Regions from separate parts of the Mus musculus genome. Here regions 1, 2, 3, 5, 6 and 7 are each linked to region 4. Evidence: chromatin contacts called from public promoter capture Hi-C data. All regions are on one chromosome and are shown on one strand. Each heading gives the region's core, a stretch centred on a gene start, on an enhancer-like site or on the middle of the called end of the contact. The rest is flanking DNA. Distances are from core to core; before and after follow the strand shown.

Region 1 (2,767 bases), core at 14-2,513, 2.2 Mb before region 4:
CTCATCTTTTATATCCCTCTGATTACACACCCTGCTGAGTCTACCTTTTGGGCTCTCTGGAATATGCCTGATTTATTCAGCCTTGGGCCACCACCCAGCTCAAGGCACGTGTGCACCTCCTGCTTACGGGGATATATTTATTGCCTAGCATTATTCTTGCCATGTTCAGATAGGTGGTGGTCTTGCTACACTGACAGCATCACTGTGTCAATTCCATAGTCCCTATAGCTTTCATCTTAATAGGACATTTCACTGTAGCTATCCAGGATTTTTGAATGAACCTTTCTTCCTACCCCTTTTCTGTCAGCACAGTTCATGGCTGGGGAATCCTCAACTTTCTGCCCTTTACACAGGTTGCTTCTCACCACCATCTGCCCCTCCTTTTATTAATTTATTTTAGAGACAGGTTCTATGTAGCCCTGGCCAGCTCCATCTGCTCCTGCCTCCCAAGAGCTAGAATTAAAGGTGTGCTCCTTCCTTCCCAAGAGTTGTGTACGATTTCAGGACCCCCTTTACTCTCTGAACATCTGGCACTTTCCCTAGCACCAGGTGTGGTTTTAAGAGCTATTTCTCTCCTCGGATCTACAAAAAGAATCTCTCTCAAAGGCACCTCTCATACTCAACACGCGTTGAAGGGAAGCTATTTCTGTGCACGCTGGGACTCTTATACAGCAATGAAAACAGGATGAGGGTACACATTAGGCCAACCTTACCTTCATGTTGTCAGGAGGGTCTCCTTGGCCTGTGGTCGCACAAACAAATATCACCAGGGGCTCCCTAATGAGATTCGCCTCGAGGACAAGACACAAGTAGATGTAAGGTCTCTGGCAGCCTTGATCAGTGCCCTCCCTGCACCGCATCCCACCACCACCTTCACCTAGGGGAACAGAGTAAAAGTGTTTGGACACTTATTCCCACTGGCTACCAGGCTTTACTTTCTCAGGCCTCAACCTAGTGCCTCCCTTTCCCCTGAATCCGCTTGGGCCCAAAGGGCCTCACTCAAACGTCCTCCATCCGAGGGCGCGAAGTCCGGTGGAGGGTCTCCGCCGTAGCGCCCGAGCCTCACCACGGAGTAAGAGTCCAAAGCCTGCACGCGGCAACCTAGCCGCCGGCGCCGGGCCTCACGGCCCAGCCTCTCCGCCTCGTCCTGGGCTGTACCAGTCTGGCTGCCGAAAAGCACCAGGAGCTGTGGAACCTGCATTACTGCACACGCCGGCCAGAACCGCACACCTCACCAACTTCCCCCTTCCGCTGTCAACAGGAAATGACGCGTTTCAACTGCGCCAGCGGGGGGAGGGGCGGGGATAGCATCTGGACACCACGGGCTTCTGCTAGCCTCCGGTTCCGGGTCCGGGGTTGGGGTCCTCAGGGTCGCAGAGCCCCAGGGCCGGCGTCCAGGCCAGGTTGGGCTGCTTGCTGCCTCCCGTGTGCAGCGGCGGCAGCAGGCGGTCGCCAGGTCTGCGGTCGGAGACGTCACAGCCCGGTGCGGGGCACCGGTGGCCGGTGTTAAGCAGGCGCGATGTTATTCTCGCTGCGGGAGCTGGTGCAGTGGCTGGGCTTCGCCACCTTTGAGATATTCGTGCACCTGCTGGCCCTGTTGGTGTTCTCCGTACTGTTGGCACTGCGAGTGGATGGCTTGACTCCGGGCCTCTCCTGGTGGAACGTCTTTGTGCCCTTTTTCGCCGCCGACGGGCTCAGTACCTACTTCACCACCATCGTTTCCGTTCGACTCTTCCAAGATGGGGAGAAGCGACTGGCTGTGCTGCGCCTCTTCTGGGTTCTCACCGTCCTTAGCCTCAAGTTTGTCTTTGAGATGTTGCTGTGCCAGAAGCTAGTGGAGCAGACTCGAGAGCTCTGGTTCGGCCTGATCACGTCTCCGGTCTTCATTCTCCTGCAGCTGCTCATGATCCGGGCTTGTCGCGTCAACTAGCCTCTTGCAGTGGCTGGAAATGGAGCACTGCGCAGCTGGAGTTCTGGACCTCCCGGTCCTGACCCAACTTGGTGCCACACTGGTGGAGCTTTGGTCAGAAATCAGTGTTTGCTTGTGCCCAGTTTACTGTCCAGTTTTCTTTATATATAAGATCGTTTCCTCGAGCAAAGCTTAAAAGTGAAGTCTTGTTTATTAAAACTTATTTCCAGTTATTCATGCTCTGAATTGCCAGTCAATACTGAACTTTTCCAGCATTTGGAGACTGCATATAAGTAAAATATCCTGCTGGGCTCTGAGTATTTCCCATGGTGATGTGCCCCCTTTATAAATCAGCTTGTTCACTCAGCAGCACTGACCTCAGAGCATGTCCCTTCATCTGTCCAGGGCAGACTTATACGATTGATAAAGAGGGCTGGCATCCCTTTTCCTCTTTTCTGCCAAAGACTAGCCTTTTGTTCATTCCACCTCACAAAGACAAAGAGAAAGCAGACTGTTGAGAAAGGGCATGAATAGGGCCCTGTGTGGGTATCTGCCATCTGAGAAAAAATTCTGGTCTCAAGGCATTGCTTGATTTCCTGGCTCAACCGATTGCAGTTTTTTTTTTTTTTTTTTTTTTTTTTTTTTTTTTTTTTTTTTTTTTTTTTTAAAGATTTATTTATTTATTATATGTAAGTACACTGTAGCTGTCTTCAGACACTCCAGAAGAGGGCATCAGATTTTGTTACGGATGGATGTGAGCCACCATGCGGTTGCTGGGATTTGAACTCAGGACCTTCAGAAGAGCAGTCGGTGCTCTTAACCACTGAGCCATCACACCAGCCCCCGATTGCAGTTTCA
Region 2 (2,700 bases), core at 63-2,562, 2.6 Mb after region 4:
CCCCTTCCAACACCTCAAACAAATGTGCTGACCCCAGCTCCAGAGTCGGCCAGTGCTCACGCTTGATCTGGTCTTCTCAAATGCCACTCAACATCCATTTTTCCAACAGTTCCTCAGCCCTGCTCTGTCGGTAACATGACACACCGATGTGGCATTACAGTACATTGTCTACATACATGGCTTACTGTAATCCTTGCAACCACCGGGAAAGCAGCTATCTCCAGGTTCCCTGCTGATGAATCCCTAACACACCAGTTGGTCAGCATCAGGCCTCCGTTATCTCATTATTTGTATGTTTTTGGGTTACACTAGAAAACCATAGCAGGGCAGTGGTGAGAGAGGCCTTTAATTCCAGCAATCTCTGAGTTCAAGGCCAGCCTAGTTTCCAGAGCAAGTTTCAAGACATCCAGGGCACACAGTGAAACTCATGTCTCACAAAAACAAAAGCAAACAAACAAACAAAAGAACAACAACAAAGGAACATAGAAAACCGTTCAAGCTAGCCCTCAAGGTATCTGACCATTTCAAACACCAATAATGTCAAGTTGAAATGCCTAAAAACTGCTATTCACAAAAAAAAAAAAAAAAAAAAAAACTTCCAAAAATGGCTCAGCTGGTAAGGGCACTTAGCCAAGCATGACACCCTGAGTTGGATTCCCAGGCCCCTCGTGGTGCAAAGAAATAACAACCTTGTGTAAAGTTCTCCTCTGACCTCCACAGGCGCTGTGACACGTGCACGATCCACCATGTAAATTAACTACATGTCATTTAACGACAGCATGGGACCCCTAAGAGTTCTGTTGTCCTGGTTTGCTTTTGTTGTTGTTTGTTTTCGTTGGTTGGTTTCTTTCTCCTCAGAGACCGAAAAAAAGGCTAACGCGAAAGCATCTGTGAGTTTTTTCATTAAAACATGAAAACACGCGGACCAGTGGTGGCGCACGCCTTTCGTCCCAGCACTTGGGAGGCAGAGGCAGGCGGATCTCTGAGTTCCAGGACAGCTAGGGATGGATACTCAGAGAAACCCTGTCTCGAAAAAACAAAAACAAAAAAGCCGTGAAAACACAACGCTGCGCCAGGCCTTCCCGCCCGCGCTGCCATAGCGGGCCCGCGCCCTCACCGTCTCCCCGCGGATCCCCTGGACGCTCCTCCACTGCGAGGGCACGGACGCCACGCCCAGGGTCTCATCCTGAAGAGGCGCAGGCCGCCCTCGCCGTTCGGCGCCGCCAGCCCCGCCAGCAGCCAGGGCAGCAGCTCCAGCGCTTCCAACGCGCCGAAAAGGCCTGGGCGACGCGCACATTGCCATGGCGACGGTCCCGCCCTCTCGCGCCTGCGCCCTGGAACGTGACCTTAGCGGGTTCGCCCCCCACAAACGGAAGTCCGACGAGAGGAAGTGAAGCTGTGGGCGCCGTTTTTGAACTGGTTACAGCATCGTCTTTAAGGCCCAGAAGAAAAATAATGAAAATGTTTATCAGCCAATACAACAAAACCGCAGCGATTTGGGATTGCCCTATGCCCAGAGGCCATTTGGGGGTCCGGAACAGCTCTTCGTGGTATAAGGAAAAGAGCGGAAGTGAGGCGTGGGCTCCAGGTTCAAAGATGGCGCTGAGCGGCCGGGCGCAGAGGCAGGACCGCCGCAGGCCTAGTGGGCCATGCTGGTCCGGAGAACCGGCCGGGCTGGAAGCAGCCGACTACTCCAGAACTGTACTTTGCGCCATTTGAGTTGGCATCATTTCCAATGAATGGAATGAAATAGATCATACACAGATCGAACGTGGGATTGAATGGATGGGAGGCCTAATAATAAATTTACATAAACAATAAAATAAAATGCTTGTTAAATTAAAATTCGAGACTAACCACAGGAGAAGTTGATCTCAATGATAGATGGCCCCAGGTTCAGTCCTCAACACACACGAAATGTTAACTACAAGTTAGTGCGTGCCTATAGTGTGTCAAGCCAAGCACCCAAAGGCTTATGTTTGTTTGGGTTTTTTTGTTTGTTTCTTTTGTTTTTCGAGACAGGGTTTGTCGGTATAGCCCTGGCTGTCCTGGAACTCACTTTGTAGATCAGGCTGGCCTTGAACTCAGAAATCCGCCTGCCTCTGCCTCCCGAGTGCTGGGATTAATTAAACGCGTGCGCCACCACTGCCGGCAGAGGCTTAGAAATGAGTGTTTATCTTATTAAATCCTTAGCCTTCCGTGTGCTTGCTTGTTAGTTAGCTGGTTTGCTTTTTGAAGTGCTGGGGTTGAACCCCGGGCTTTCTGCATGCCAGCTCCTATGTTCTACCAATGAACTACCCCTATAGCTCAATTGTTATTACTCCTGTGCCTCTTACAGTCAGATATGGAATCGTCCAAAGTCACCCAGTAAGATCTTACAGGTGGCTTGCCTGATCCCCCAAACCAAGCCTGGAGCCTCTAGACAACCATCTGCTAGTTTAGGCCTCTGGGTCTATTTCCTCTTTTCTGAGACTAGGAAGCCTGCCGTGGTCCTGTTCTCAGTGCACCACCCAGGGACAGGATGCCCCTCAGCAGAGCAGCCAAGGCCAGGAAGGCCGATTAGATTAGCAGCACTGGGAGGGATAATAAAAAGCCATAGAAAAGTCTTCCTAACAAGGACTGCTTTGCAAACATCACCAAGGATTCCAAAAATCATACTCAGAGCTCAAAGATTAAGAACACTGGCTGCTTGCTTTTCCA
Region 3 (2,779 bases), core at 261-2,760, 2.2 Mb before region 4:
TAAGGAGGGTACCCATCCCAGACCCAGTCCCCCCACCCAGGGAGTGGGTCAGCTGGAAGCCCTGCAGGCAGTCACAGCTCTCAGCTTCCTTTCTCACAACGTCCAACACCGAGTCAACCAGCTCTGCACCTTCTGTGTAGTGCCCCTTGGCCCAGTTGTTCCCAGCCCCACTCTGACCTGTAAGAGAAAACAGTAGGTCACACTAAGTATGTGCCCAAGGGGCCAAATGACATGAGGTGACACTGAATAAAGTGTACAGACCCAAAACAATCTGCCATGTTAAAAAAAAGGGGAGAGGGGGTGCTGTGCATAATGGCACAAGCTTTTAATCCCAGCACTTGGTAGGCAGGTAGTTCTGAGTTTAAGGTCAGCCTGGTCTACAGTTAAAGAGGCCAGGCAGGGATACATAGATTGGGGATGGGGGGTGGGGGAGACCAGACGGAGATGTACAGAACACACTAGAGCTAAGACAGTAAATACTTCCAAAGGCACCCCTGCCAATGTTCAAGGAGAGTACAGGGCCCCTGCCACTAGGTCAGGTCTTCTCATACTCTCTACTAGCAACTAATCTACCCGCAGTCAGTTGGACCTTCCTCCTAAAGCTGCTTTCGGCCAAGGGATTGAGTGACTCAGAGGGCAAGAAAGTGTACACCTGGTGGCTATTAAGGAAGAACTTTAGGTCAGCCCCTTGACCTTTGAGCCTCATGGGTAGCAAGCCCGTCCACACCTCCACCACACTCACCAAAGACGAAGTTATCAGGTCTGAAGATCTGCCCGAAGGGCCCTGAACGCACCGAGTCCATGGTGCCGGGCTCCAAGTCCACGAGCACGGCGCGGGGCACATACTTGCCACCTGGTTGGGACAGGGGGACGTCAAGTGTGCTCAAACTGGAAGGGTGGTGAGGAGGATGGATGGGGTAGAGGAGCCTTACCGGTGGCTTCGTTGTAGTACACGTTGATGCGCTCCAGCTGGAGGTCGCTATCTCCGTGGTAAGTGCCAGTGGGATCAATGCCATGCTCGTCGCTGATTACCTCCCAGAACTGCAAGGGAGTCGGGCGTTAGCTGAGTCACGCCGGCCGGCCGGTGCGCTCCAAGGCAGCCCCGCCCCGGATGGGTGCGGCAGGCCCTCCCCCTCCCTCCAGTCTCAGGAGCGCCAGGGCGACGAATCCCTAAGGGCCGCGCACCGTCCGCCCCACCGACACCAGCCACCGGCGCTACGTCTCGGCCCAGCGTACGCCGGTATCCAGGACGCAATGAAGGGCGACGCTCCGGGCCGCTTCCGCCATCTTCCCCGGCTGGCTGTCCCAGTGGCGTCTGGCTCGCAGAAACCTAGCCTCCTACCTTGGCGCCAATCTGGTTGCCGCACTGCCCAGCCTGCAGGTGCACGATCTCCCTCATGGCGGCGGCGACTGCGGAACAGCTGTAGAAGAGGAGCACTTCGGGAGGAGCAGGCGCACAGAGTGCTACAACCGACGCTCTGCCAACATTTATATACCTCTTATGACCCGCCCTCGTCAGCACAGGATTGGGCTTTCAGAACGAGGCCACGAATTATCCTTGTCTGATTGGCTACATTTCCGTCAATCGAGCGGTCTGGGGCCCGCCTTCCCAACAATATACTCTCATTATTGGTCACGCTTGCCTACGGCTCCCCCTATCACAATCCCCGCCCTGGCGCCGCAGTGCTCAATCCATTGGGTGTTTCAAATGATTGATTTGCACTTCCATTGGCTGCCTCCTGGGAGCACTCCGAGAGCCTGACACTATTGGCTGCGCTGTTTTGGCGTCCTGGTAACCGCCGCAGTGCAGCGCGCGGGTGGGACGTGGAAAGCCAGCTTCCGGCTGAAAGGGAGGGGGCGACTTTTCAGAGCTTTGTGGGCTCGGGCGGCTTGGTAGGTCTGGCAGCTGCTGCGGGGAGAGAAAGGAGACGCGGGCAGGCATTGTCGATCCGGAACACACCTTGCAAGCCTCAAGCTGAGGCGAATTGAAACGCTAACAATAATAGGCTCTGGATGAGGCGCCGGGCCCTTCCGGGACGCACTGGGCAGGCGCGGGGTCCTCTGTCTCTATCTGTCTCTCTCTCTCTCCCCCCTCCCCTCTCCCCCCCCCCCTTCTCTCTTCCCCTCCCCACCCCACCCCTGGGAGGGCCATCCCTCCGCCCCTTCGGCCTCCCTAGATGTTGTGGAAACTTGCTGGCCAAGAGCCGGTTTCCTTGGAGCCTGAGTTCCAAGTGCGCACAGAGCTGCATGGAGACTACAGGGCTGGGCATGCCTGGCCATGACTGTTAGAGGGAAAAACAAACAAACAAACGTGTGCAAGTCCCTGTCCTGTAATGGAGAGCAATACATGTACATATTTCTTTTTTTTTTTTTCAGGGTCAGGTCCAAAGCACCCCTACCCCCAAAATGGTAGTGCTGACATTGTCCTAAACAGGACTTGACCAGGTAAACAAGCTTAAAAGTTTCTGTTTACCAGAAGAGCAGGTCTCTTAAAGTGATTTCTGTTCACCTTAACTTTAACCTTCCCTCCCAAGTCAGCTACCTCTCGAAGGCAAGTAGTTCTGAAACAATCCTTTTTCTCCATTTGCTCCCCCCACCTTGGCATTTTGATCCCCAATATCTTTCTGCCCACAAAATGGTCTAGTTGGTAATTTCTCTACGCCATTGCTTATGAGACAGAGTCGTCTGGCCTGTAACCTGGAATTCTGCCTTAGCCTCCAGAATGCAAGGACTACAGTTCTTAGTCTTCATGTCTGATGTGTAACTTTTTAAAGGAATA
Region 4 (2,700 bases), core at 166-2,665:
ACCATCCCACCCTGCTCCTTTTCCAACACCCACTGATGTCAATATTCTTAACTGGCATCGGACTAAAGTGTGAAAATAGAACTTATGCAGAAAAATGATGGACACGGGGTCACAGTGTTTGGTCGGGTGTAATAGGAGTGTATGCTGAATTTTCCTGGGGCTTTAGGACAATTCAAATGAGCAGTATGTGGAATGGCGGAATTTCGCAGCTACTTTTGAAATGATGCATCCCACACCACATTAAATAAATTGAAAACAAATGTGCCCATCATCTGAGTGGGATGTCAATAATAACAGCAATAGGTCTGAGAAGGAAACTGCACAAAGAAAATAAGGACTGAAGACAAAGCTTAGCCTTAGAGCACTTGCCTAACATGCCCAAGGCCGTGGCGTCAAACTCCAGACCACAAAAGCTCCAACCCAAACATAAAATTAATCCCAGCACTGTGGGAAGCAGAGGCAGGTGGATTTCTGAGTTCGAGGCCAGCCTGGTCTACAAAGTGAGTTCCAGGGCAGCCAGGGCTATACAGAGAAACTCTGTCTCGAAAAAACAAAAAAAGAAAGAAAGAAAGAGAGAGACGGAGGGAGGGAGGGAGGGAGGGAGGGAGGGAGGGAGGGAGAGAGAGAGAGAGAGAGAGAGAGAGAGAGAGAGAGAGAGAGAGAGAGAAAGAAAGAAAGAAAGAAAGAAAGAAAGAAAGAAAGAAAGAAAGAAAGAAAGAAAGAAAGAAAGAAAGAAAACCTCAGAAACCATGTTAGGATCGAGAACTGGGAAGGTGCCTAATGCTAACTCCTAATCCCTCTTCAGCATCTCCTCCAGGTTTCCTAGCCGCTCCTCACCCTCCATGCTCCTCCTTACAATGCCCCCAAGCTCTTCTCCCCAGCTCTTAGCCCCATCTCCCTCCCAGTCCTGACTCCAGAGTGTCTTCCCCAGGCTCCTTTTCTATCCTGGCTTCTCCCTTTGTGTTTACCACCCCCTCCACTCTGCAATGCCCACTCTGCTTCCCCCAAACGCCTCTTCTTCCTCTGCCTCTTCAGGCTCCTCCTCTCAATCCTCATCCTCTCCTCCCTAGCTCTGTCTTCTCCTAGCATTCCTTTCATGCTCCCCCCTCCAGAGCCTCCCCATCTCCTAGATTCTTCCCCCACTACACACTCCCAAATTTCTCGGGATCCTCCTCTCTCTCCACTCTCTCCTTATCCTGGATCTCGCTCTGCCTCTTTCTCCGGCTCCTCCTCTCTTCAAGCTCCTCCCCTCTCCCTTTTCTCTGGATCTCCTCCTCCCCCTATTCTCTCCGCCCCCTAACCTAAGTTCTCTCCAAGCTCCCCCTCCCACTCCAGTCCTTCCCCTTTCCTTCCCCACCGCCCTCTGGACGCTCCTCCTCTCCCTCTAGGTCTTTGGCCCCGCCCACAGAATGATCGATGTGTCCGTCTGCAGGCTGGTCCTCGGTGCTCGGCTCGCCACGCCTGCGACGCTGCCATGGAGACGTAGCCGCGGCCTCCTGGCTCTGCCCGGGACCTGGATCCCTTGCGTCAGCAGGCCCACGCGTGTCCGCGAGCGCCGGTGGCAAAGTCTGCTTCGCTGGAGCATCCGGGCAAGCGGTGACTTTGCTGGCCGCTGGGGCGTAGGGCTCGCATCCTTCCTCCTTCCAGTAGCTCTCTACTCCATAGCTGAGGACCGCTTCTCTCACCAGCGGAGAGGAGACCCTGGGACCGCCAACCGTCTGTGGGTTATTAAGGGACCTGCGATTGTCCATCCGCCTCATCCTTCCGCTCAGCTCAGCTCAGCAAGCTGCATCCGTGAGTAACCTCGCTTGAACACTCTGGCCCATAGAGGCTGCTCCTGGTGGTGAGGCCCATGCTGGGCCTGTCCCCGACTCCCCTCCCCTTCCGACAGTTTCTTCCCTTTGTAGTGTCACCCTTGGTAAGAGTGGAAGACTGGCTAGAAGAAAGGACCTGAACCAACGCTTAGTCCACATCCCCATTGTGTTTTGAGCGGGGTGGACAGGCCAGCCCCTGCTGCAGACACCCTGGATACATCTCTTTGAGCTCAGCAGTATTGCAGCGGCAGTGGACACCTGATAAGCTTCCCAGGAGTGGTGTGGAGTCACTGTCAACACTAGAGCACTTTGTCTGGAATGGCTCTCACGTGGCTCCTGAATGGTCAGAGATGTGTCTTGGATTCTCCTGCCCTCCTGAGGATCTTGCCTATGGAAGGTCTAAGTTACCTACTTTCACTATTAAGTTGAACAAGGACTCCCAAACCCAACAGCCATCAAGGTTGTTGGCCAACTAGTTACAAAGCACAGCAGCCGGCTGTTCCTGGCCTAGGAGGAAAGCCAGGTGTGCAGGACGCTGGGCCTGTGGGATGAGTGGGCGAGTCCCGCTGGCAGAAAAGGCCCTGTCAGAATCCTATGCCCGCCTCCGGTACAGGGATACGTCCTTGCTCATTTGGCAACAAGAGCAGCAGAAGTTGGAGTCTGTACCACCTAGTACATACCTGAGCAGAAGCCGCAGCATGTGGTACTCCCAGTATGGAAATGAGGCCATCTTAGTTCGAGACAAAAACCAGCTTGGGGTCTCTAGGGACACTGGCCAGTCTAAGTTTTGCTCAATCATGTAATTCCAGGGAGAAGACCCTTGATGGCCATGAAGATCAAGCCGTGGTATAAAAACGCAACACCCAAGAATGTCATCCAACACTTT
Region 5 (2,777 bases), core at 186-2,685, 2.2 Mb after region 4:
TCAGAAGTCTGGAAGGCTAAGCACCCAGGGAGAGCTGGAGGGCGGGCCTTGAGCGATTCGCCAATTTTGCCTTGCTGATGCAGCTTCCACCAGAGCAGAGCAGAGCCATTCTGGCCCTGAGCAGCCATTTGTCAACTTGAAAAGGGAAATGAATTTGTCAATCTTTGGCTTGGCCTTTGACCCCTAGAGGGTTCGGACCCATGGCTCTGGAAATTTGGCTGCCGATTGTAGGCAGCCCTCAGTCACAGAATCAGGGGACTGTAGAGTATAGGGAGATGGAAATAGAAATCTTTGGTGGCATCCGTCACCCTGAACTTCTCCCTGCACATCTCTCAAGGTTTGCCCTACCACTAGCTTACATATCTAGAGGCAAAGCAGACTTCTAAGTGTTCTTAAGTTACATAGTGTGTCTCTGTGTGTGTGTATATGTGTGTGTGCAAGTCAGAGAACACTCTGCAGAAATTGGTTCTCCCTCAGCCGTGTAGGTCTAGTCAAGTTCGGCAGCAGTTGCATTTACTTGCTGAGCTATCTTGGATGGTCCCTAGCCTAGCACTCACTTTCTCTCTCTCTCTCTCTCTCTCTCTCTGTGCGCGCACACATGTGCTTGCACACTCGCTGCTGATGTGAATTCCATCTTAGCTAAAAACAGTGAGCAGGGAGCGCCCTTCCCTGTATCTCTTGTCTTGCTAAAACGTATTGCTCACTAATACTTAATGATATGATTTGACTCTCCAACCTATTCATGAGCTTGTTTGAAGGGAAGAATCCACTGGGTTAGTCATGGTAGGATATGACATCATACATAGCAAAGGTTCTTTGAATGCCTAAAATGAACTGTAAACGAACTCATTTGCATACTAGAAAAGACTGCTCTTTAAGCTGGATGTTCCCATTGGAGGGTTTCGTGAGCAAAGCAAACCAGATCTTCTGTGTCACTCCAGGTCTGGGCCTCAGCCTTGGCTTGGAGGATCGGGGCCCACATCTGGCTAAAGGTTCTGCCTTTCACTGGCCCTTGAGACTCACATAGTGTGTATGGGGGATGACGGGGTGAAGGTGGGTGGCAGTCCCAAACGTTGTTGAGCAGGCTTCTTGTGTTTTCAGTGTTGTTGAGTCTAGTTTAGGATCAATTAGAGGAGCTTTGGGCCTGAGGAGGATGCTGAACTTGGGTAACAGACACGGAAAGCTAGCCCACAACTTGAGATGGAAAACTCTGGGTTACCGGAGGCTCTGATCTTTGATGGGAGGGCATGCGGAAGTCCTGAATTGGAGCTGTCAGTCATAGGTTTGATCTCTTTCTCTGTGTCTGAGGAAAGGGGTGGGGTCTATACCGAGCTGTGGCGCGGAGGACTCCAAGCCGGTAGAGGGCGCTGCGCCTCGCGCCAGGCTTAGTTCGGCTCCGGGCCATCAGGGGGCGCTGTGGCGCGAGCGGCGCGGTGGGCTTCCGGCAGGTGGCGCCGTGGCCGCGGGGCCCAGGCCGGCGGGCGGGCGGCGGCGCGGCGCTGCGGCCGGCGGCTCGCGGCCCCGGAGCGGCGGCTGCGCGGGAGGTGGAGCGGCGGAGTGGCAGGCCCGGTGCGGGCTGGAGCGCGGGCGGCGAGCGCACGAGCCGCGGCCGCGCGGAGCCCGCCATGACGGCGCGAGTGTGAGGCGCGGCGAGCACCGGTCCAGTAGAGCGGCGGGCGCGCCGGCCTCTTATCCCGCAGCGGCCGGGCCGGGCCCTGATGAGCAGCGGCCTCGGCCTCCGGCGCAGCCCGGAAATGTCCGGCAAGATCGAGAAAGCAGGTGAGGCGGGCGGGCGGGCGGGCGGCGCGCCTCCTGGCCTCGTGCGCTAGACCCCCAGTCCGGGCCCCAGCCTGGCAGCGACGCCGCGAGGGCCATCTTTGAACCGGGCCTGCCCGGCGGCGGGGGGCCTGTGATGCTAGCAGGATTCTGGGGGAGCGAGTGGAGGTCCCTGTAGCCTTGTTCCCTGGAACATCCCACAATGGCTGGAGCCCGGGACCCTTAGGAGGCCTGGCCCCGACCGCATGCAGAAGAGCAGGCGCGCTCCAGAGGTGATCGGCAGCCCAGTTATAAAATGTGTCACTCCTAATGAGCCTCGAGTTTAACCACAAGTGTCCACTTCGGTGGCTTCAAAGGACAGCAGGCTAGGGTGTGTTGGAGCGATGTTTCAGGGAGCAGCCAAGTTGTCCTCTAATATTTCTGCCTTGCTCTGCAAGCAGGGCAAGTGGAGAGTCATTGGGGATGGGGGAATAAGGTGGATGCGATCTTGGTGCAAACCTCATCTCTTTGTGTGTTCCTGGAAATCTTGGGGAGTCGCCTCCCAGTTTTTCCCCCGCCCCCCGGCTTGCATATTCTGGGAGTTAGATACTCCCGAGAGTCAATTACTGTTGTGCATATGGGGCCCAGAGCTTAATTAGCCGTCAAGCAGGGACTCCTTTTACGGGAGGGCGGGTTCTTGGCTGGTAGGTAAGGTAGGCAGTGAGTGGTCCAGGGCCTGGGTTGGGGGTTGTCACAGTGGGGATACCCAGTTATCCTGGAAACTTAGTAGAGAAGGCAGACTTGTAAGAACCTGAAAAGGTGTTCGGCCGCACTAATTTTTGGAAGCTGCCATTTCATAGGTGGACTTGAGGATATTTGGATGTATATTAGCAGGGGACCAACCAGCAATGAATGTAACTTTTGCAGCCCTGGTTTAAACACAGGGACAAACGTTTTGGTATTCTCTTTTGAGCTATGTGTCTTCATTCTGTGTTTGGTCTCTGGGTTGTGTTGTTTATTAA
Region 6 (2,700 bases), core at 163-2,662, 2.4 Mb after region 4:
GTTGGAGATTCCCTTTCATTCTAACAGAGTCCCAAGATTTGCTCTGTCCCAAAGGAGGCTGTATCTCCTATTTTGGAAGCGGGATGGGTTGCCATCAGAGGTTCTGTGGTGACCCCTAAGTCCTACCCTCAGTCGGAGTGGGCTCTGCTTTATTATTACCATCATTATCATTATTATTTATTTGTTTAAAGACTTATTTATTTATTATATGTAAGTTCACTGTAGCTGTCTTCAGACACTCCAGAAGAGGGCGTCAGATCTTGTTACAGATGGTTGTGAGCCACCATGTGGTTGCTGGGATTTGAACTCCGGACCTTCGGAAGAGCAGTCAGGTGCTCTTACTCACTGAGCCATCTCACCAGCCCTTATTTATGTTTTAATGTTGTTCCCCTTCCCAGTCCTCCCTCCAGGATCTCCCCAATCCCACCTCCCTCCCCTTCGCCTTTAAGAGGGAGCTCAACCACCCACCCACCCGTTGTTCCCTCCTCACCCTTCTAGTATCCTCCTTCTTGGCGCATCAAGCCTCCACAGGACCAAGTGCATCCCCTCCCAAATAACTCTTCTTTCAAAAGAAAAAACAAACACATTGTGTCAAACGAAATGCTCCTCAGAGTCAATGTGATGATGTTGCTTAGGTCTTATTTGGGAAGTTAAAGATGCAATCTTTAATTTTATTGTATTAAAAAGCAATTGAAGCCGGGCGGTGGTGGCGCACGTTTTTAATCCCGCACTTGGGAGGCAGAGGCAGGTGGATTTCTGAGTTCGAGGCCAGCCTGGTCTACAAAGTGAGTTCCAGGATAGCCAGGGCTACACAGAGAAGAAACCCTGTCTCGAAACAAACAAACAAACAAACAAACAAACAAACAAAGCAATTGAAAGAAGGGCTTTGCTTTAAGGGCCGGAGCCTGCGGAGGTGATGCGAGGTCGCGGAAGTGGCCAGATCAGCTGCACTCAGTCCTCTCCCCCAAGCTTGGGCTTGCTCTCCAACTCATCGCGTCATCTGCTGGGTATGTGGAGTTACTGCCTCAGGCCGCCAGAGGGCGTCTCAGATGGAGCAGGGGGCGGGAACCTGGGCTCCTCGCGAAGACTGCAGCCTCCACGGCTGAGAGGCAGAGAGCCGGGAATCCCGGGTGTCAGTATTCCAGGAGTGAGATGAACGCCCATGGTACAAGCGGTCCACCATGGCCCACGGATCCTTCCTTCCGTGCCAACGCCTTCCGAGGTCCACACGGAGAAGGCGGACCCCAGGACGCGTCTGGAGCAGGTGCCTAACCCTGGACCTCTAGGGCCTGGGCGGAGAAGAGGACAGCGGAGCGTACAGGCGCCTAAGAGGGGCGCAGGGGCCCCAAGGCAGTAACCACGCCCCTCTAAGACCCCGCCTCCATGCCCCGCCCATCCCGCCCCCTCCCTACTGTGGTGGGAAACCCGGGGCCCTCCACAGCCACCGAGTCCCGCCATGCACGTTGCGCGGCTCCTACCTCTGCTGCTCCTGTTGGGGCAGCAGCTCCGGGCTGCCAGTGTCACAGAGCCGACGCTACCCACCGTGGTCCTTGCCATCCTGGCCCGCAATGCTGAACACTCTCTGCCCCACTACCTGGGTGCGCTGGAGCGCCTGGACTACCCCCGGGCCAGGCTGGCCCTCTGGTGAGAGATCCAGGGGTGGGTGCATATGGGCATCAAGCCCCAGGACCCAGGAAGGCTTTTGACCTGGAGGCCTCATTACTTCTGCCCAGACACAACCCGAACAAGCTCCTCCCTCCCAGACAGCCCTTCAACAGTATTCCTAGACCCCGCGGGGCAAGAATAGACCTCTGAGGCCAGGGTTCAGCCCAGGGACACTCACCCCTCCTTTGGGCTCCCTACATGTCTCGGGCGTCCCCGGCTTCCCGGGTTTCCCCTGGGTTTCAGTTAGGCCTGTCCTTTCTGACCTAGCCCTTGGGGCTCGGCAGTACATCGCAGTAAAGACCTGTGGTCTGCCTGATGTGCGGTAGAACAGACTGAACCTCTGGAATCCCCTGGGGCCCAGCATAGAAAGGATCAGTCAGACTGGAGGTTTCTAGAGAGCAGGTGGAGGGAACCCTCAGCTCCAGGCGGCATGCTCGGGTGCCCTTCTGAGTGGTACTGCTAAGCTTCTCTGGGTAGAGAGAGGGGCTGGCTGGTTCTGATAGCCAAGGGTGTGGTCTCATGGGACGCTGGGATCAGAGGTTGCAGTACCCTGTCTAAAAAAGTCAAAACAGGGAGGAGCCTGAGCAGAGGCTGGAGATAGAGTACTCCTCACAGCACACCAAAGTTGGGCTGGGGTGGAGCTGTGGCCTGGGGAGGCTGCCCACAGCCACCACACTTGGGGAGTTAGTTAGTTCCCACCCCTGTAAGACTTGACACGTAGTTCTGGGGAATTGGCTTAAAGGAACAGCATCGCCTAAAACCTGGGCTCTTGGCTAAGCCTTCCACCTCCATTACTAGAGCCCCCTCCCCAGCAGAGGGAAAGCTGTGCTCCATGGTAACAGAACTTGGATCACCACTAACACTTCTCAGGGGTTGTCGGAGCATGGTGTGAGCCTAATTACAGCTGGGGGGAGTTAGGTAAGGAGAGAAAGGCAATGACTGTTTTGTCTGATTCTGAGCTGGAAAAGGCCTGATGTGTGGAGCCATGAAGAGGGACGGAAGTGAAGGGACGTGGCAGGTGCAATCTTTAAGCTC
Region 7 (2,755 bases), core at 158-2,657, 2.4 Mb after region 4:
AGAAGAAGAAGAAGAAGAAGAAGAAGAAGAAGAAGAAGAAGAAGAAGAAGGAAGAAGAAAGAAGAAGAAGAAGAAGAAGAAGAAGAAGAAGAAGAAGAAGAAGAAGAAGAAGGAAGAAGAAAGAAGAAGGAAGAAGAAAGAAGAAGAAGAAGAAGAAGAAGAAGAAGAAGAAGAAGAAGAAGAAGAAGAAGGAAGAAGAAGGAGAAGGAGAAGGAGAAGGAGAAGGAGAAGGAGAAGGAGAAGGAGAAGGAGAAGGAGAAGGAGAAGGAGAAGGAGAAGGAGAAGAAGAAGAAGAAGAAGAAGAAAGGCTCGGCTTGCTGGTGTACTCCTATAACCCCAGCAAGCAGCAGAGATAGGCAGATTTCTGCTCAAACGCAGCAAGTTCCAGGCCAGCCAGGGTTGCACGCACAAAATGAACCGTCAAGGGTTGACGAACAAATATGACATGGTAAGACTGCCCTGCCGGCTGTGGAGGTGGGAAGGTAGTTCACGCTCCAGGGAGGAGCTGGTGGGAGCACAACTACTGTGTTGGAGTTAAGGTGTCAAGGAAATGAGGTCTACCCAGCCCGGAGGTTGTTAAAGTCTCCCAGAATCCAGGGCGGGAACGTGAGCCTCGTGACAGTCCCCCACGATTGGCTAACAGGGAAGCATAGTTGAGAAGATGGCGGCTCAGCAGAGAGAACCTCAGCAGAGCAGGTCCGTATAGAAGCGGCGTACGGTGTGCGGGAGGGCGGCAGGGGCGTGGGGAGTGCGGCCTCTTCCTTCGGTTTGGGGCGTGTGGGAGAGGGGTACAGTTTGTGGAGTGTGCACAAGTTGTCTGCACTGAGCGGCCGAGGCATAGGAATGGCTTTCCAGAAGCCCCAGCCTGTCGCTTGTACAGACGCCCTCTGCGTCCAGCTTCCTCCTGTGTTTCGAGGGGAGCGCGTTAGGGTTCAGGATTCAGGAGGACCAGGGCAAAATGGCGGAGGGGACTCGGTGGCCTGAACGGTGGGGCAAGACCAGGCCGGCTGGCGCGGGAGGCGTCGCGTGTCTCCCTGACGACGGGGCGGTGGACAGGCCTCGTGACCCAGAAGTGGGCGGAGCGTCCCCGTGTGGGGCGGGGCATCTCTGTGACGCTGGGGGCTGGGCCTAAATGGCGAAACCCGAGAGGCTCCGGGGGGGGTTTGAACTGGCCAATGGGCGAGCTGCCGACCGGTTGTCGGAAAAGGAGGCGGAAGCGGGGAGGAGCCGCCGCGGGAGCCGGACTGCATCCGCCGCGGCGTCTCCATGGCACGACCCTGGCCTCCGACTTCAACGACTTCATAAGGAGACGGTTCTGGGCGCAGCCGTGCCGCTCTTGGTGAGAGGCCACGCGGCGGGGCAGGGCGTAGAGTGCCGCGGGTTCAAGCCCCGCGCTCCCGGGGCTGGCTCGACCGGGCACCGTCCCCGAGTCTAGGCGCGCTCCTTCCTGCGTCCGAACCCGGCCCGCCCCGCTCCTCGTTGGGCGCGGGCCCTTCCTCCTCCCGCTAACGGGCGGGCCGGCCGCCTCCGTCCTCTCCGGGCCATCGGCAGCGCTCTTTCCCTCCTCTGCTGTCCTCGGGCAGGGCTGCGCCCTTCTATGGGCAGAACCCCGTCCCCTCTTGCCCGCTGGTGGGTGGCCGTGCGCCCCATCCTCCCCGGAGGCCACCCCTGCTCTCTGCGGACTGGGCCGCAGCAGTTACATGCGCTCGGGGTGGGCAGGCCTCCGGGGACCCTCCAGACCAGCTCCAGGGATGTGGGTGATCCAGGAGCGGTCTGGCTCTCCATGCCGCCCCGCCTAGGCCGCCGCTCCACCCCTTCCATCTATTGGTTCTCCCTGGTAGCTATTCTGCCGGGAACGCCCCTTCACCTAGGAGACAGTTGCCCAGGCACTGTCCCGAAGATCCCTCCAGCTCCCTGTGCGGGTTCCCGCCCCTGGGGGGCCCACTTGGGGCCTAGCAGTTCTCACCTTCTTCGCACTCCAGGCAGCCCTCAGGTTTAAACCCTAGTAGCCGTCGGCCCGCTATTCTTCCCGGGTGGGGTCTGGGCATGCTGGTCGTTGTCCTCCTTTCAGTGACGTGGCCCCTCACTGTCCTGCCGCGCCCTCCACCTGCCTCCTGGCGGCGCACTCGGCACCCCGCAGGTCGCTCAGCCTCTCCTGTCTCCCTCCCTCCCCACTTTGGCAGGACAGTTGCTGTGCGACTTGGACAGTAGAGGAGCGCCTCCCAAGTTTTCATCCAACTGCCACCCCCAAAGCTTCCACCCTCCTCCCCTCAGAGAGAGGACGTTTGATGCCCGGCCCCTGAGATTCTCATTGGCCAGCCCCTCTGGGTCCCCCTGAGCAGAGCCTGCCGACCCAATTGCCCATCTTTGCGGCTTTGATGCTTAACCATGTCTGCCTCATCCTCAGGCGGCTCCCCCAGGTACAGCCAATGTGGGGGGCGCCTTTGCAGTAGGGCAGGGAAAGGTGGTCAGGGCTCCCCAGGCCAGGCTCAATGGAAACTTTTTTTTAGTTTCCCAGGTACTGAAAGTCTGGACCCAAAACACTTGAAAGTGACTTTGAAAGGGGAGGAGTAAAGACTCCCCTCCCCCGCCTACAGCTTACTAGTAGCAAACAAGATCACTCTTAATGCTTTGAGTTCAGCTTGGCTTCAGACTCACTAGGTAGTCAAGGTTGTGCTTGAATTCCCGATTCTCCTTTCTCCACGTCCCATGTGGTGGCTTAAAAGCGTTTCCCACCATGGCACCTCTAAACTAG

The links. Promoter capture Hi-C pulls out the DNA fragments that hold promoters and counts their contacts.
Region 1: a contact with region 4 is called in a promoter capture Hi-C map of liver, with 3 times the contacts expected there. The contact joins the promoter of Ndor1 here to the promoter of Brd3os in region 4.
Region 2: a contact with region 4 is called in a promoter capture Hi-C map of liver, with 5 times the contacts expected there. The contact joins the promoter of Wdr34 here to the promoter of Brd3os in region 4.
Region 3: a contact with region 4 is called in a promoter capture Hi-C map of liver, with 3 times the contacts expected there. The contact joins the promoter of Tubb4b here to the promoter of Brd3os in region 4. A contact is called at or near these places in 3 of 39 promoter capture datasets (liver and pre-B cells).
Region 5: a promoter capture Hi-C map of liver shows a contact between it and region 4, with 3 times the contacts expected there. The contact joins the promoter of Rapgef1 here to the promoter of Brd3os in region 4.
Region 6: a promoter capture Hi-C map of liver shows a contact between it and region 4, with 5 times the contacts expected there. The contact joins the promoter of Cercam here to the promoter of Brd3os in region 4.
Region 7: a promoter capture Hi-C map of liver shows a contact between it and region 4, with 6 times the contacts expected there. The contact joins the promoter of Odf2 here to the promoter of Brd3os in region 4. A contact is called at or near these places in 3 of 39 promoter capture datasets (hippocampal neurons, liver and pre-B cells).

Annotation. Positions count from the first base shown.
Region 1 is chr2:25,254,151-25,256,917 of GRCm38.p6, forward strand. It overlaps Ndor1 (NADPH dependent diflavin oxidoreductase 1), which reads right to left and starts at 1,264. Exons shown (of 14, transcript NM_001082476.2): 1 at 1,067-1,264; 2 at 714-791. The coding sequence starts at 1,201. It overlaps Tmem203 (transmembrane protein 203), which reads left to right and starts at 1,289. Exons shown (of 1, transcript NM_177344.3): 1 at 1,289-2,202. The coding sequence starts at 1,520. The coding sequence ends at 1,930.
Region 2 is chr2:30,047,567-30,050,266 of GRCm38.p6, forward strand. Wdr34 (WD repeat domain 34) reads right to left here and starts at 1,313. Exons shown (of 9, transcript NM_001008498.2): 1 at 1,118-1,313. The coding sequence starts at 1,303.
Region 3 is chr2:25,223,192-25,225,970 of GRCm38.p6, forward strand. It overlaps Tubb4b (tubulin, beta 4B class IVB), which reads right to left and starts at 1,511. Exons shown (of 4, transcript NM_146116.2): 1 at 1,343-1,511; 2 at 933-1,041; 3 at 743-853; 4 at 1-177. The coding sequence starts at 1,399.
Region 4 is chr2:27,441,021-27,443,720 of GRCm38.p6, forward strand. Brd3os (bromodomain containing 3, opposite strand) reads left to right here and starts at 1,416. Exons shown (of 2, transcript NM_001360791.1): 1 at 1,416-1,794; 2 at 1,908-2,700. The coding sequence starts at 2,363. The coding sequence ends at 2,617.
Region 5 is chr2:29,618,285-29,621,061 of GRCm38.p6, forward strand. Rapgef1 (Rap guanine nucleotide exchange factor (GEF) 1) reads left to right here and starts at 1,436. Exons shown (of 26, transcript NM_001039087.1): 1 at 1,436-1,779. The coding sequence starts at 1,719.
Region 6 is chr2:29,868,082-29,870,781 of GRCm38.p6, forward strand. It overlaps Cercam (cerebral endothelial cell adhesion molecule), which reads left to right and starts at 1,413. Exons shown (of 12, transcript NM_207298.2): 1 at 1,413-1,644. The coding sequence starts at 1,457. 2600006K01Rik (a long non-coding RNA gene) reads right to left here and starts at 2,330. Exons shown (of 3, transcript XR_003954007.1): 1 at 1,479-2,330; 2 at 491-1,289; 3 at 270-314.
Region 7 is chr2:29,888,583-29,891,337 of GRCm38.p6, forward strand. It overlaps Odf2 (outer dense fiber of sperm tails 2), which reads left to right and starts at 1,408. Exons shown (of 21, transcript NM_001369060.1): 1 at 1,408-1,629; 2 at 2,184-2,420. The coding sequence starts at 2,389.